Regions from separate parts of the Sus scrofa genome. Here region 2 is linked to region 1. The links are chromatin contacts, called in public Hi-C maps. All regions are on one chromosome and are shown on one strand. The core of a region is the stretch at or near the end of the contact, and the rest is flanking DNA. Distances in the headings are between cores, read along the strand shown. Region 1 has its middle 450 kb from the start of ZFP42. Region 2 has its middle 14 kb from the start of FAT1.

The links. Hi-C and Micro-C count contacts between places; a contact is called where the count stands out from the background.
Region 2: a contact with region 1 is called in a Hi-C map of fetal heart ventricle, with 2.7 times the contacts expected there. The contact joins two enhancer-like sites. A contact is called at or near these places in 2 of 47 Hi-C or Micro-C datasets (embryonic fibroblasts and fetal heart ventricle).

The regions. Positions count from the first base shown.
Region 1 is chr17:7,856,814-7,864,702 of Sscrofa11.1, forward strand. No RefSeq gene overlaps it. Among named protein-coding and RNA genes, the nearest start is that of ZFP42, 450 kb to the left of the region's middle. Within about 2 kb of position 4,253, at least 5 of the 83 cell types and tissues checked have an H3K27ac peak or open chromatin away from gene starts, as enhancers often do.
Region 2 is chr17:8,448,580-8,456,468 of Sscrofa11.1, forward strand. No RefSeq gene overlaps it. Among named protein-coding and RNA genes, the nearest start is that of FAT1, 14 kb to the right of the region's middle. Within about 2 kb of position 3,327, at least 54 of the 83 cell types and tissues checked have an H3K27ac peak or open chromatin away from gene starts, as enhancers often do.

The DNA.
Region 1 (7,889 bases), core at 3,003-5,502:
AGATGAGACAGATCACATTAAAGCAGGCGACTCTATTAAAGTTGTAAACATGGCGGAGGGGTGGGGGTTGGTGTGACGTGCTGGTAATCAGGTGACTCCTAAAGAGGGGATTTCTCTTGGGGAATGTAGGTTGCAAGGAATCTTTTAATCTTTTGCACATTAGTAAAGGTTGATTTAATTAAAAGAGTAAGATTTTAGAAGTTGAATGATAGTCCTGAAACATCCAGGAAGATGAAGTACTCATTCATTATCTCGTATGCTCTGTCATTCAATGTTAAATTGTAGGATCAATTCTTTAGAGAGAATGTGTTCTAAATTATATTAACATTCCTAATTAGTTCTATTCTTTCCTATAACATGATTCTTCTAGGACAGTTCCTCTAATTGTTGAATTTGAGCATGCATTTATGGTTGTAAGAGAAACCATCTTTATTTAAAGTCATGTTCCTCATTTTGGAAGCATTTAATTTAAATATCTAAGTTAAAAATGCAGTTAGTTGGTCTCTGGATTAAGAGAGGATAGGGGTTAAGCCATGCTCAGGAGGTGAATGATTGCCCAAATCTATTTAATTGGTTTCTTTCCTGGAGAGTCTACCTTAAAGTTCAGAAAAGACAAGAAAGGAGAATCAAAGTAGAAAGCTATTTTAGACCAAGGGCAATGAGTATATAAAGTTAAATCTAAATTACAGGATTAATAACTGAGTAAATAGAAATAGCTAAGAAGTGAAATAGGCAGAATATTTGGGATTCAAAGTAAATGCTGTACACTATAGAAGCACAAGATTTTCCTTCTTTTTTTTTTTTTTTTTTGACTTCTTAGGGCCACACTTGCAGCATATGGGAAGTTCCCAGGTTAGAGGTTGAACTGGAGCTACAGCTGCCGGCCAAAGCCACATCCACAGCAACAGCAGATCCAAGCCATGTCTGAGGGCTACACTGCAGCCCTTTGCAATGCCAGATCCTTAACTCACTGAGCAAGGCCAGGGATCCAACCCACATCCGAATGGTTTGTTAACCACTGAGCCAAGAATGAAGAAGGGAACTCCATTTTTTTTTTTTTTTTTTTTTTTTTTTAAGGAGACTCACCTGTAGAACATGGATGTTCCCAGGCTAGGGGTCAAATTGGAGGAGCTGCAGCCGCTGGCCTATGCCACAACCACAGCAATGTAGGATTTGAACCACATCTGTGACCTACACCACAGCTCATGGCAACACCAGATCCTTAATCCACTGAGTGAGGCTGGGGATTGAACCTGCTTCCTCAGGGATACTAGTTGGGTTCATAACCCACTGAGCCAGAACAGGAACTCTGAAACACATGATTTTTAAAAACTGTAACACACATTCATGAAAAAATTCAGACACTGTGTAAAGGCATTTAGAGGAAAGTAAAAGTCTCCTTTCCCACATTTAATTTGAACTTCTTAGCAATATTTGTTATCTGTGTCTATTGATTCCTTTTCAAAACTTCTCGAACACACCTCCATCTTTATTTCCATATCCATCTGCCTACCAGCCTGCTTACCTACCTATCTACCTACTTATTTATCCATCTTTTGTCTATAGCTATCAGTATCAATCTATGTTTCTCTGTTCATGGGTACATGCAGTTTTAACAGGAATTATTACACATTTCGCTTTTCAATGTTCCCTTGTGTTTTAAAAGTTCACAACATACCTTGACATCTTTTCAAATCAGCAATTGTATTTTATCTCCTATTTTTTTTCACTGCAAAATATTCCATTATATAAGTGTGTAATTTTTAAAATCTAATCACTGCCTTATTTATAGGCATTTAGATTCCTTTGGGAGGAAGATCTTTTCTTCTACCCAACTAGATTCTTCTGGCTGGTCTGAAAATTAAACTGATGTGAGATAGATTAACAGGAAAGAAATCACACAAAAGTGCATAGTATACATGGGAGAGACTCCAGAAAACAATAATTTGCCAAAGTGGCCAAAATCCTCACTTTAAATATTACTTTCAGCTAAAGACGAAAGAGGCTATTGGGGGTAATGGTTTGGAACTTTAAGGGAGGAAGGCAAAAAGACATGGCCAATGGAAAAGCAAGGTTTGGTAATCAACAGTTGGCTGGGCCCTGAAGAGACAGGGGACACAGAAAGGGCTTTTAACATACAGGCTTTGCTAGGTTTCTCCCTATCTATACCCCTGGTTTATACTATAGTTATCTATGGTTACTGCTCCCTGCCTGGAACAAGTCCTCTGTCTACATTCTTTGGGCAGCTAAGACGGAGGTCAAAGTTTCTTCCTGAATCTTTTGGGCATTGACTGTTTTCAGCTCAAAACAAGCCACATGCCAAAGAGATATTTTAGGGTGGCAAATATTTTAGGGTGGCAAATTTTGCTCCGCTGAAATACAAGGTTTCTTGTAGTGAACCTCCCTGGGCATATAACTCTGTGATAAATTCGAGGCATTTTAAAGGCTCCTAAAGAGGAGAAGTGAGCAATGCTTTCAAGAAGGTTATATAGTTAGAGGAGAAATGAGTGAAAATTGTTTTTACCAGGTGGAATATTGAATTGCAATTGGTGTCAGAGCCACACTGCATAGGAATATATGCATATGAAAACTCTCATTCGTTCAAACAATTTTTAGGTAAAGCCAAGAAAGTTAGAGACATTTTCCATATTTTAGAACCCACTTAACACTAATTATATAATCCAATTTATCATTCTGAATATTACTGTTTTTTTTGGTTAAGTTCGAATGAAAGGCACTTATGCAGAACAGAAGGAGCATTTTTGTCTTGGCAACATTTTTCTTTTTTTTTAAATCAGAATCAGCAGTGAGTCTGTCCAGGAACTGAACTTTGTCCTAAATCATTCTCTACTTAATTGTTTGTCAGAGCTTCCCAAACTACCAGTGGTTCTTTTCCTCAAGCCTTATAATTCCTGCAGACTTTAGGACAGAAAAATAATTGTTGCTTGGGAAAAACTAATTTACAATACTTTCAAAATCCATGGATAGTCCATTCCAGGTCTCTAATCTAGGATAAAGCCAATGATCTCTCTCACAAGGATGACATAAAGAGAATAGTTATTGTAATATTTGCAGAAAAACTTCCTCTTAAAAGTATTTAATAACGAATTTCCCCTATTTTAGTTATGTGAAAAATTGTGAGGGTGAAAATGGGGTGAGAGATAAAATACATGCACATACACAACATGCACACACACACACACACATACACATATAAGTATATTTGATCTTTAGTGAAACTCTTAAAAATCTTTAGTCCTCTGAGGATGATACTCCTGCAGTAGGCATTGGTACCAAGGTAGGTTCTCTCTGGGGTTATAGGGGTATGTAACTGTACCTTTTTGTCCTGCCCAGGTAAGGGAGGGGTGTGAAAGGAATTAAGATCTGAAAGAGGTCTTCCACAAGAGAAATCATGCACACAAGTCCAGACAAGATCTTTGCAAGCAATAGAAAGAGAGCTAAAGATTGGAAGCAGCATTGCTGTCCTATTTATGATGGTGGATGCATTTAGTTCAGTGCTTCCCAGGAAGTTCCTGTTGTGGCTCAGTGGTAATGAATCCGACTAATATCCATAAGGATGTGGGTTTGATCCTTGGCTTGCTCAGTAGGGAAGGATCTGGCATTGCCATGAGCTATGGTGTAGTTTGCAGATGTGACTCAGATCCCCAGTTGCTGTGGCTGTGGTGTAGGCTGGCAGCTGCCGCTCCAATTCGACCCCTAGCCTAGGAACTTCCATGTGCCGCCCGTGTGGGTCTAAAAATAAAAAATAAAAAAAATAAATAAAAAGAAAAGAAAGAAAAGATCAGTGCTTCCCAATCTTCCATTTGCACATGAATTTATGGACCTTACTAAATTGCAGATTCTAGTTGAGTAGTTATGAATTTCTAACTCCCAGGTGATGCCAAGGCTACCGTCCTTTGAGTTGCTAGGTATTAATGGGAAGATTCCTTGTGGAAATGGGAGGCAAAGCTGATTGAAACTGGCAATTGATAGTGAGGGCAAATAAGTTCATTTCCTTGGAGAGGCTGATGCTCATGCAAGGCTTCAAAGGACTGCAAACATAGTTGTGTGAATGTTGATGAAATACTTAGCAATTTCTGTTACTGTTGGAATGCTAATTTCAGTAGCTGAAGAAAACATGTTTGGCAAATAGCATCAGAAAATAAACCGTGGTTGCGCATTGCCAACCAAAGAGTGTTGCTCGCCATCTGGCTCTACAAGGATTGAGTCACTGGCCACTGTAGTCACTGAGCTGACTTTCAACATACCCTGAAAGGAGTTCAGGGTGCAGATCAGGAATGATGGAACTGCGCTCTGGCAGAGCAGGCCTTCGGATAGATATTTTTAGGAGAAAAAATTTTGAACCCAATTTCTAGCATCTTCCCTTATTTAGAAAATTGCTAATGTCATTAACTAAGATTCCTCTTAACTAGCAGCTACCTTCTATGAAGATGTCTGCTTGAGTGCCCACACCCTTTCTCCAAAATCACATGTATGCTGATCTCCTTCACCCTTTGTAGGAGTTCCTCAGGGCTATCTCAGAGGCTGTCTCCAGTCTCTGGTCCTCAGTGAGGCTCCCAATATAACTGAAACTCACAGCTCTCCCATGTGTTTCTATTTCAGTCAACAGCATCCAGTTCTCAGAAATCTATTTTGGTCTAGAGTTATAATTGCACTTCATTGGACTCTGGAGGATGGATAGGAATTGAAAGGAACCAAGAGGAAAATGGGCAAGAGAATTGGAAGAAAGGGACCCCCAAATATCTATAATCCTCTGACCCATCATAGCAGAGATGTTAGTAGCTCTTTGTGGGCAAAGATTTGCTAGAAACATACATACCCTATGTCTGCATACACAAATTAATTTCACTGAAGAGAATTCGTTTGCTTAGCTATTGTTCTCCAGTGTGAAATTTACACTGACAAATTACTGATGTAAAGCAAGCTTTCATTTTTAAAGCAGTTTTTCACCTCGATTTGGTAAAGCCATATACTTTCAAGTTTAGATTGTTTCACACAAGGAAGATGACAAATTGTATCATATGGAACTATAATTCCTCCATATATTGTCATGTCTCCTCCTACTATTACAGCTAAATATGTCATGAAAACTATCTAAATGTTCATTAATATGATCATTTAGATCTGAATTTAAGTGATCAATTTATTCCAAATCTTTAAATTACCTATGTTAATAATACAACCTGTATATTGTAGTCATGTTAAAGAAAATTTTAATTAGAAGACTAAAGAACAATAGAAACTATAGAAAATCTTTTAAGTTCTGAAGATAGAAAAAAATCAAACTTTGTAAAATATAATCAAAATGTTTCCAGAGTACTTACAGTTTTAAACATGAATAGAGAAAGAAAAATTAACATATAGGGAAAAATGAAACGAAATATTTTTATATACTATTGACAGTCATATGAGCTGCAGTTTTCCCTTTTCTATTTATTGATATCATTATTTTCAAGAAGCATAGCCAAAGCCTGGTATTTTACAATTGTTCAGGAAACATATTTTTTATTATCTGAATAATACTCAAGGAGTTTCAAAAATGATTGCTTTTGTTGAAGAGAGTACAAAAGTAATGTATTGACTTCAAAATGTCCTATTTCAAAACTTTCCCATTTTATATTTCTTTTTTTTATTCATGTACATTTTATAATTAACTTCCACATTTTGACCAAAGAATGGTGTGTCCTTCGGCCTAACCCCTGCTTTTGTTTATGCATGGATGTGTTTTGTGCTTTCCGTATGTAATCACATTTTGAAATTAGATTTAATGCCTTAAATTTGGGTCGAAGTGTTGAGAGAGAAACACCAGGTAATTTGACTTTTAAAGCCAGTTCTCTTACTTTCTGCTCCATCTCTATATCATTTTATTGTTCTCAGACTCTTCTGGCAACATAATTGAAATGCTTACACCATTTTGAACCACATTTAGCTCCTTTAAAATGTTAAAATATTGAAGCTAGGAAATATACCAAAAGTATGTTTAATCCCCCCCCCCATTTCTAACTAGGTAGGAAGCAGTCCATCAACAACATTTATTGGAGTCTCACTGGGTGCTGTGAGCAGTGGAGTAGATTATATGCAGAAGTGTTGAAAAACCTTGGGGAATGTATCCAGTCTAGGAAGATTTGGCTCTCTTCAGATTTTGCTCCTACAAAGGAAAGAGCCTTTTCGTTGCCAGTAAAAATTCAGATGAGATGATAGAGAGGTGAGGAACTGACCCAGAATCAATATGGCTAATCACAAAATTTAAATAGATAATCCTAAACCCTCAATGATGATAAGGTTGAACAGTAACATAGTTAAAATAATTTTTTTTTTAATTTGCTCTATATATCTGGAAATCCAAGTCAAGGAAGAAATCAAGACATAGCAGCTATGTAAATTTATGCAAGTTTTGACTGAGGGTTCTGTCTATCTATGCATCTATGTTTCCGTCAATCTGTGTGTGTGGGTATGTGTATCTATAAGTATGTATGTATCTATTTTTATGTGTGGGTACATTTTTATGTATATATTATGGTCTATCCATTATCATTTTATTTTGATTCGAAATCAGAACTTTAAGTTGTTAACTTCCTCCTAATCTGATAACTGTTTTATGGTTTATCTCAATATAGAAACAATATAAGATGTTTACAAGGGAAACGTCTTAATCTCGGTGATAGAGAAGGGGCAGAACAAGATTACAAGTCTGTGTCCTCACTATACCCAAAAGTTGCTATTTGTTTGAGTCATCACTCTGGCTTGATAAAAAAAGAGAATGTATATTTAGTGTGCGTGTATTATTCAAATGAAAATGTCCAGTTGTATTTGATTCAGTGTATGTTATTCAGTTACAAACCAATAACTAAAAATATACAATGCAATGTGTCCCGATTTTAAAACCACATTTAAAAAGTTGCTTATATTCTTCCAAACCATACCAGGGAATACACGGTCAAAGAAATAACACTCTATAAATATTCTATAGGTCCTTTATAATTGGTTTATAGGTTTCTTTTAATTTCATAAATCACATCATTGCAATATTAGTAAGCAAATGTCATAATCCATTATCTTCCATCTTTCAAGTCTATGGCCATTTCTAAATTTGTCAACCCATTAATATTCCAAATATTATTTAGAGGTGATTAAAACAACAAGTGGAGTTCAAGGTAGCGGCGTCAACTACCAAATTGCTTTTCTGCCTTTTCAGATTAATATGTAAAAAGTAGCATTGCTAATTATCTTTTTACAAATAAGTTGTATCACTGTGGGCATGGTGTCTACATAAGCCAGAAACATCACTTTCTTTCTCTAAAGTGATAAAAACTCATCACAGGCAACATTTATTGCTAAAAACCCCTGAAAAAACATTGAGGCAAAAGAAATACAGATAATTTTGAGCTCTATTGTGCTGGTTTTGTAGGTTTGTTTTTATTTCCTTAAAACATAATATATAAATACTTAAAGTCTTTGAGGAATCAGTCTCCAGATTCTGTTTTTATTTACTTTTTATTCTTGAATTTATACCCCGATATCCATGAAAGGAAGAAAACATCTTTTCAATAGAGCTTTTCTTAATTCAGACGTGAAGAATTCTACTTCTGGAGTCATGCTACTCTCTTCATCTCCCTTCTCTTTATCTCTCTGTTCTTATTTTTCTCTTTTCTTAATGAATGTATATTGAAAAAAATTCCCTTTCCCTGTTTAGAGGTGAGCAAGAATTAACATGAAAAGCCACAATGAAATTCTGCTGTATTTATTTACCTGTTTTGTCAAGGAATGAGAGGAGACCCCTAAGTAGATCGACATTTTTTTCCTTTTAAATATGAGGAACAAAGCCATTTTGATTTATTATTTTCCTTCAAAGGACAGGTGACATTTCC
Region 2 (7,889 bases), core at 2,077-4,576, 590 kb after region 1:
GAGAAGTATTTAAAATAGATCACATCCTGAAGTTGGAGGGCTACAAAGTACAAGTCGTCCAGGCCAGTCTGCAGAGACTCTTCACGCTTCCGCCCTGCAAAAACCGGGAGGCGTCACTTCGCGACGAATCTCAGCTGCAGAAGAGAAAGAGCATCACCTGCAGTTCGAGCCGTGGGAAACGCGGCCGGAGCGGGCTAGCGAGAAGGCAAGCCAGCGAGGTGCGCGCGCGGGGCCGCTCCGGTGCTGAGTGCGAGGAACGCCAGAGCTCCCCTGTGCCGGGGAGACGCGGCAGGGTGGAGACGGGCAGCCGCTTCACCGCCAGGATCGCAGCCATCGCTGCAGCAGAGGAGCCTGCCCAGCCTCCGAGCTCGCCGCCGCTACCGTCCGGGAGGCGGACCCGGCTGGAGAATCCGGTCCGCGCCGCGGGGCTGGGGGCGAGGCGGGGCGCTGACGTCACCTCCCCTCCCCCACCACCTCCCGGAGGGAGTGAGTGGGGAAAGAGGCAGTGATCCGCCGCAGCTCCCAGCCGCAACTCCTAAACTCAGCGGCTCCCTGCCCGGACTAGTCCAGACAAACTTGGTTTCTCTTCGGCCCTCTCTCTAGCCCTCGCGCACTCTCATTTCTCCTCCTTTTGGTGCTCAAGTTTCACCCAGGACGGAAGCCTCTAGAGATGGGGCCACCTGGGCTGCGCGGGCGCTTCGCACTCTCGTTGGGGACAAGCTGAAGATCCGAGGGTAGCAAAGTTGGTACTTCTGGCACGGCTTTTTTTTTTTTTTTTTTCTTAAACAGCCAAATCGCGTAGGGATTACAGAGCTGCTCGGACTTCAACGCGGAGCAACGAGGACTCGGCTGGACGAGTGAGTTCCTTTCTTAGTGCAAGCCTTTTTGTATTTAAGTTTAAACGTAAATGAAATTACGTGGTGTTTGGCTAGTACAGGGAAGCGAATGCATCCTACAGGCTTTCCGCTCCGGTTGTGCTTGGCTCGGAATGAAAGATCAGTATGCATAGGTTTTGGAATTCATAAAATACTTACAGGGCACTGTTGAAAAGAACTTGAAAAGCTATGCTGTTTGTGCATTATTTCGAATGTAACTTATTATAGAAATGGTGCCCAGGGAGGATGCATCGGGTGCGCGTGATCTGCAGTGGCGCAGCGCCCTCTAGTCCGGATACCCGGCAAAGCGCGCGCTCCCTGTGGGGTTCTGAGCCCACCACGAACTTGGACCTGCCGGTTCTGGGACGTGGGCTTGAGGCAGGTCAACAATACCCTGGGCTTCAGTTATCACCCACTAAGGTCGGTTTTATGTCTAATATACAAATACCAGCTTGGGTGGACTGGATGCAAAGGCGGTGCTTGGCAGAAAGCTTTTTCTGTTTTTGGGAACCCACTCCCATCCTCCTAATTTTCTTGAGCCTCTGGGGACTGGGTTAGGAAGGATCGACTATTGAGAGGACAAGTGAGGAGCTTGAACTACATTTCTCGTTCATATGAAGGTAATGTGATAGTAGCAAAAAGGCATCTCTTTTCGTTCTGTTGGGGCTAAAGGATCAGTAAAAACGTGGCTGCACTGGCCTCTGAAACCTCCATCTCTGGCTCTCGGCTGTTCCTGTGGCGACAAAGTGCAACTTCTTCCAGGCAATTAGGTTTCTCAGGGAATCCGGTGAATCGGAATTTCCAAACAGATGTTTTAGTCCAAGTGATCATTGTTATTTATTAATGAACGGTAATTTTCTCCAGGAATTCTTTTGTCCCATTTAAAAAATCTTGTGATTTTATCTTGCAGAATGTTGTTCTATCTTTTACTGTTCTCCACCCCCACCGCCCCCCAAACAAACTGTTGGCATTCATGGGTGATTGTGTTCTGCTTGGAGTTAGAATTCAGCAAGGGGCACAAAAGAGTTGAGCTTAGCGATCAGGTCACCTTTTTTCCACGTTTTCCATGTATGAAATTGACCTGTAACTCTAGGAGCCCTTTGCGCAGTTATGGCTGTGGCTGGGTGTTTGGATGATGATGATGTTTGTTGCACGGGTGAATTTGTGCGTATTCTAAATAACTGGCAGGGAATATGCCACATTCTCATAGTGCTACGAATCAGCACACTCAGTCTGCAGGCATTACTTTTCCTTCCTAACCATAACCTGCCCACACTTTTTTTTTTCCACTCACCTTCTTTGAGATGGTGTAAGAGGAGACTGCATTAACTTTGAACTAAGGCAATTCCCTCTTTAACCCTAGATTCCCTCGCCCTCGTGGTTCCCCCTGCAGCCCCCCTCCACCGGTTCCAGGGAAATCATATCTCTTTGTCCTCACAGTGTTAACATATTTGAGCTCCACAAACTTTCTGAGGTCATGTCCGCCCTCTTCTGAGGGCTGTTTCCCAACGGCCGGGAGCACTCCTGGCAGCGCTGAGCCGGCGTCTGGAGCTTTGCCTGAGCTGAGGCTGGGCTCACAGCCCCGGGATGCCCGGACCTCGCTCTTGGGCTTGGGGGGCGGGGGGAGTTCCCCGAGTGGGACGTCTGGACACCCAGGGTTTCCCCTTCTCCGCGAGGAACTTGTAGATTCTCATTAGACTGAGTTCACAGTTTGCAGGCTGTACTTACCGGGTGGGAAAGCGCACGAGGCGGCACCGCTGTCCTTTGTCCCGCAGACCTGGGAGCCGGGGGTGTCTGCCTGGGAAGGCCGGCGTTGAGGTTCGTTACCTGGGCGGGGGAGGTTCTGGGGTCCAACTGGCTCTGTGAAAAGAGGTCGCGGAGAAAGCTTTTTCATTTGCCCGGGATCTTAGCGTAGATTGAAGAAGTCGATTCCGATCTAACTGCATTCTTTTTGAGATCTTTTGGAAGATTTTATTCCACTGAGCTAATGCAGACCTACAACCAAGGCATTCAAATGCAGATGTAGCAATTCCCTTAAGGTTCCCGAGAATCAAAAGAGAGAGGCGTGGGAAGCGCTTTTTTTTTTTTTTAAATTGTTAAGCTAATGTTTCCCTTCCTAGCAGAGAATATTCTATATTAATTCCCTCCACAAATCTGTGTGTTGGCCATAACTCCGCACTAGAGCGAGGCCCAGACTGTTCCTCGGGGTGTCGCTAGATTATCCTGCGCACTCTAGTCTCTTCGCTTAGAGTTGGCTGCTGTAGCTGCAGGGAGATCCCTGACCTTAGGCGGGGGAGCCCTAGCCCCAGTCCCCGGGTCTGGGAGTCCGGCTGCCGGAGAAAGTCAGGTCGAGTTTCCCCGCGGAAGAAACGAGAGCCGGCGCTTGCGGGCGTGGCCGCGGGCGGAGGGATATATCCCCGCGCCGTGCTTGTAAGACGCGGGGGCCCAACCCCGCGGCTTTGGAGCAGGCTGCAGGACGCAGCCTTGGAGCGAGGCGTGCGGGGAGCGAAGGTGGGCCGCCAAGACCATGCGGTCCTGCGGGACCAACGAAGTCCCCGGCAGGCCGGGACCCCCCTCGGGGGCGCGCTGAGGCGAGAGTGCGCGCCCTGGAGAGTGCCGCCTTCGCTTCAGGCCAACTTTGCTGTAAGTTTGAGGGAAACCAAGCTGGGGCTTGAGTGCCGTGGGCGAGGGTTGAGCGGCGCGCTCCGTGCCAATACCTGGCCGAGCAGGAGCCCTCTGTGCCTGGGGCACGGGCAACTTGCTGCGGCGCGGTGGCGGGCTTTTTACTCCGTGAGACCTTGCTTCTACCCAGCCCTGGACAGTGCACCGCGGGCAGTCTGGGAACTGGGATGGAAAGAAAGTGCCCCACCAGACTGCAGGGGTGCGGAGGCGCTGGCCCACTCGGCAAGTTCAGGGCTGGCCCTGGATTCCAGCAGGTTTGGGGAGGAGGCGGAGGGGCGGGAGCGGATAATTCGCATCGTGACTGGAATGGTAATTACTCACCCCCAGAGCTGCAGCGCAGAGCGGGCAGCGGCCGGGGCTGCACCAGGTTTGGCCCCGGAGCCATTGCTGGAAAGCAGAGCTGCTGCTGCAGCGCGAGAACTTCCGCCTCGGAAAGGAGCTCGGAAACTTCACACGCGCGCTCTGCTTACTTCGGGTAACACTGGAGTCTGCTAAACACTCCACTGATCTGGCTCTGCGCTTAATTCTTCTGATTTGTTAGATATTCACAGCGTAGGTGTGGTGTAAAGAGAATCCAACTGCTAAGGGATAGGATCTTTGCGATGGAGTCATAAGTTTTCTTAGGTGTTTTGTGCCCTGAAGGAGTGCTGCCTTGAGGTTTGATTTGTAACTGGTTGAATGTTCTTAGGTGCGGTTGGTAAATCTTTGGGCTAAACATTTGCAACTGGGCTATTAGTTTATTTCTGTCTCTTTTTTGGAAGAGAAACTTGTAAGGTCTTTAAAAAAGAAAGAGATTCTGGTTCTTTCAGTGCTTTTTCTTACTCCAAGTGCTTTCCTCTAGGAAGTTAACTTTCCGTTGTCTCTGTAAGATTTTTTTTTTTGTTCCCACTGATGTGAATTGTGGCGCTTTGAAAACAAGGACCAATTGTATGCATTAGGAGAGTAAACTCATAAATATTTTCTATGCAGTTAAAGTTTTTTTTTTTTAATGTGTCTGAAGTATGGTTTTATTAAGTGGCTTTTGTTAAGCAACTCCCTGGTGCCTAGTAGAGAAGTTTTGTTGTTGTTTTTTTTTTTAATTGGATATTTACAGTTACTATTAAAATCGCAAAAGGTTTAAACGACAAATGATCTTCAGTTATTTTTATATCTTTTACAAAAGCAGATTCTTAAGGCTTCATATACAGAAATAGGTTTCAGTGGTTTAAGAAGATATCCATCTGCACGTGTTAAAAGTAGGTAATGGTGATGTTTATCCTTATTACTCTTAGAGTTGTGGTGCTCCAACACATCCAGTTACTGCAGTTACTTAGAAAATGTGTTTCTCCAGGTCTGTAGGTTAATTATGATGTTTGGCTTTGTGCTTTAGAAGGACGACTCTGGTTCCACAAGTAGAATTATTATCCCCCTTTCTTTGCTATGTATTTAAGCTTTATAATGAGTGTAAAAGTATTTAAAACATTACATAACTTTTAAAAGTAATTAATATAACCCTAAGTTATGTCAAACATGGCACTTAACGCATTCATTGTAAGGTTTGACTTAAATAACATTTGTGTATTCATTCCTGGAATAATGAATATCTTAAATGAGCCAAATTCTTTGTCACTCTGAAAGGAAGTGAGATTGTTGGAAAACGTAGAAAATCTCTAAGGCCATCTGTATATGTATTCATATGTATCTTTTAATTAGTTACTAGAAGTACTCCTAGTGGGGTCCCATCATGTTAATAGATCATTTAAATCCATGTTATTGACAGGCGCCAAAAGAAGAATCTAAAAATTATGTGCAGGAGTTGCTCTTGTGCTCAGCGGTTAACCGGACTAGTATCCATGAGGATGCAGTTTCCATTCCTGGCCTCACTCAGTGGGTTAAGGATCTTGTGTTGCCCTGAGCTGTGGTGTAGATGGCAGCTCTAGCTCCGAGTCCACCCCTAGCCTGGGAATCTCCATAGGCCTCAGGTGTGGACCCCCAAAAGACAGAAAATGAGATAAAATAAAATAAAAATTATGTGCAAAGTAATGCTGTTTTTATTCCCCGGATCCTGTGCCTTCCTAGTGTAGGTCTTCAGGCTTAGTTAGCTCTTGAGACATCTCTGAAGCAGTCATTTCTTTGAATGTTAGAAGTGAAAGTGTTATTACAGATTATTTTAACTCCCTTGTCAAGTCTACCAGCACCTGTTTCCCAACCAAGTTTGGCTGGTTTTACATAGAATCAGTAAACCTAAGCAAATGAGTGCATTCTTGTTGCATTAAATGTTGTCTCCCTGGCCTAATTTGTGGCCTAAAGGACCTGCTTTGATAGCAGGAAGCCATAAGGCTAGGTGTCTGTTTAATCTTTATGAGTAGGAAATTGCTGTAGGTAAGCTTTCTTTTGACCAAATTATATAGATGATGAAGCCAAACTGTGTCTTTTTGTCTCACTTAATTGTTCAATTTGCAAGTGTTTATCCTGAGGCACTGGTAAGGAGTTTTTGAAATGAGTGATGCAGGTAATAGCTAAGATCGCAAAGTTGTCTTTTTTTCTTGGCTCCTGACTGAGAGGAGCTCTTTATTTCAAAAATGTATTCAAGCACATGACGACTGTGTATTTCACATTTTTAAGTTGTTTTACAAAAAATCTTTAAGTCCCAGATTTAAATATTTTTCTAGGGGGTTCCCCTTGTGGTACAGCAGAAAAGAATCTGACTAGTATCACGGGTTTGATCCCTGGCCTCGCTCAGTGGGTCAGGGATCTGGCATTGCTATGAGCTGTGGTGTAGGTCACAGACGCAGCTTCGATCCCGAGTTGCTGGGGCTGTGGTGTAGGCCGGCAGCTGTACCTCTGATTCAACCCCTAGCCTGAAAGGGTCCATATGCTGTAGGTATGGCCATAAAAAGCAGCAAATAAATAAATAAATATTTTGCCGAAATTCTTGCTTTATTCCAAAGGTTTATTTTATATGTGGAGCTAAATTTATAATTGTCTCTACAGGCCGTGAAGGAAAATCAGCCATTCTGAAGTTATCTTGCTAGAATAGTCAAGCTAAGTGCTTATAACAATAAGCTCTGCAGTAGGGACACTGGCCTGGCATCACCTGTAGCCACATTGAAAGCATTTTGAGGTGGGTGGTGACATCTTTCATAGCTGCTGGAAATTAGAGCCATCTCCAGGGCACCCAGTGCAGTGTTGCCACTGGCCTAGTTGTTGCACCTGGATTTTCTGTTAGATTTGCAAGGATGGATGGATGTTCCCGTGTTACCTCTCCTTACCTCCCCGACCCTACTTCAGTCTTGCCTTCTAGTCTTAATCTGCATCCATCTGTCCCCACATGAACCCAACAACTGGATCTCCTCTGTGCCAAACACGGGGCCAGACCCAGTATAGACAGTTGAACAAAGCATGTTTCCTTATAGTCCAGTAGCGGAGAAGGACATATAAACAGTTGTATCCCTTGTGATGGGAGAGATCCATCAGGGTCTGGGTGGTTCATCGTTGCACCTCCACAAGCTGGGGATCTGGGGTGGGTGGGTATTAGGATTGGGTGGGGTCTGAGGGAAGAGTGAATCAGGAGGGCACGATTCAGGGAGAGCAAATACATGTAAAGCAAGTTGTACAAATCTTAGTTGTGACTTGATTTGTGGTTTGATGAATGGCAAGAAAAGAGACCTAAGCATCCCATGTTATCTTTCGGGAGAGAGATGGTTGGTTGGTTTATCATCAGTGTTTCGTTAATTCTGTTTTCACATGACTTATGAGTTGCCTTTTTCCTTGTTATAGAACATGGAAAATCTATGACCTGGGCTTACATTGGCTTATAAAGACAGAGAAGGTAACTTGTATGGGGGATAAGAAGAGAGGAAAGAAAGAAAGAAATGTTGAAGAAAAAGATGACAATAAGTAAACTGTATATGAGGAATGAAGGGCAGGGGCAAAGACATGTTTGCTTTGTCTTTTAGAAGTAAAGGGGTGAGGAGTTCCCGTCGTGGCGCAGTGGTTAATGAATCCGACTAGGAACCATGAGGTTGCGGGTTCGGTCCCTGCCCTTGCTCAGTGGGTTAACGATCCGGCGTTGCTGTGAGGTGTGGTGTAGGTTGCAGAGGCGGCTCAGATCCCGCGTTGCTGTGGCTCTGGTGTAGGCCGGTGGCTACGGCTCCGATTCAACCCCTAGCCTGGGAACCTCCATATGCCGCTGGAGCGGCCCAAGAAATAGCAAAAAGACAAAAAAAAAAAAAAAAAAAAGTGAAGGGGTGGAGATGTTACAAGTTGAGAGCCCCCACCTCTAGGTGGTGTCATCGGCCTGGGACAGCTTAGTTGTTTCAATCCTGTGGGAAGAATACCTTTTTGGTTTGA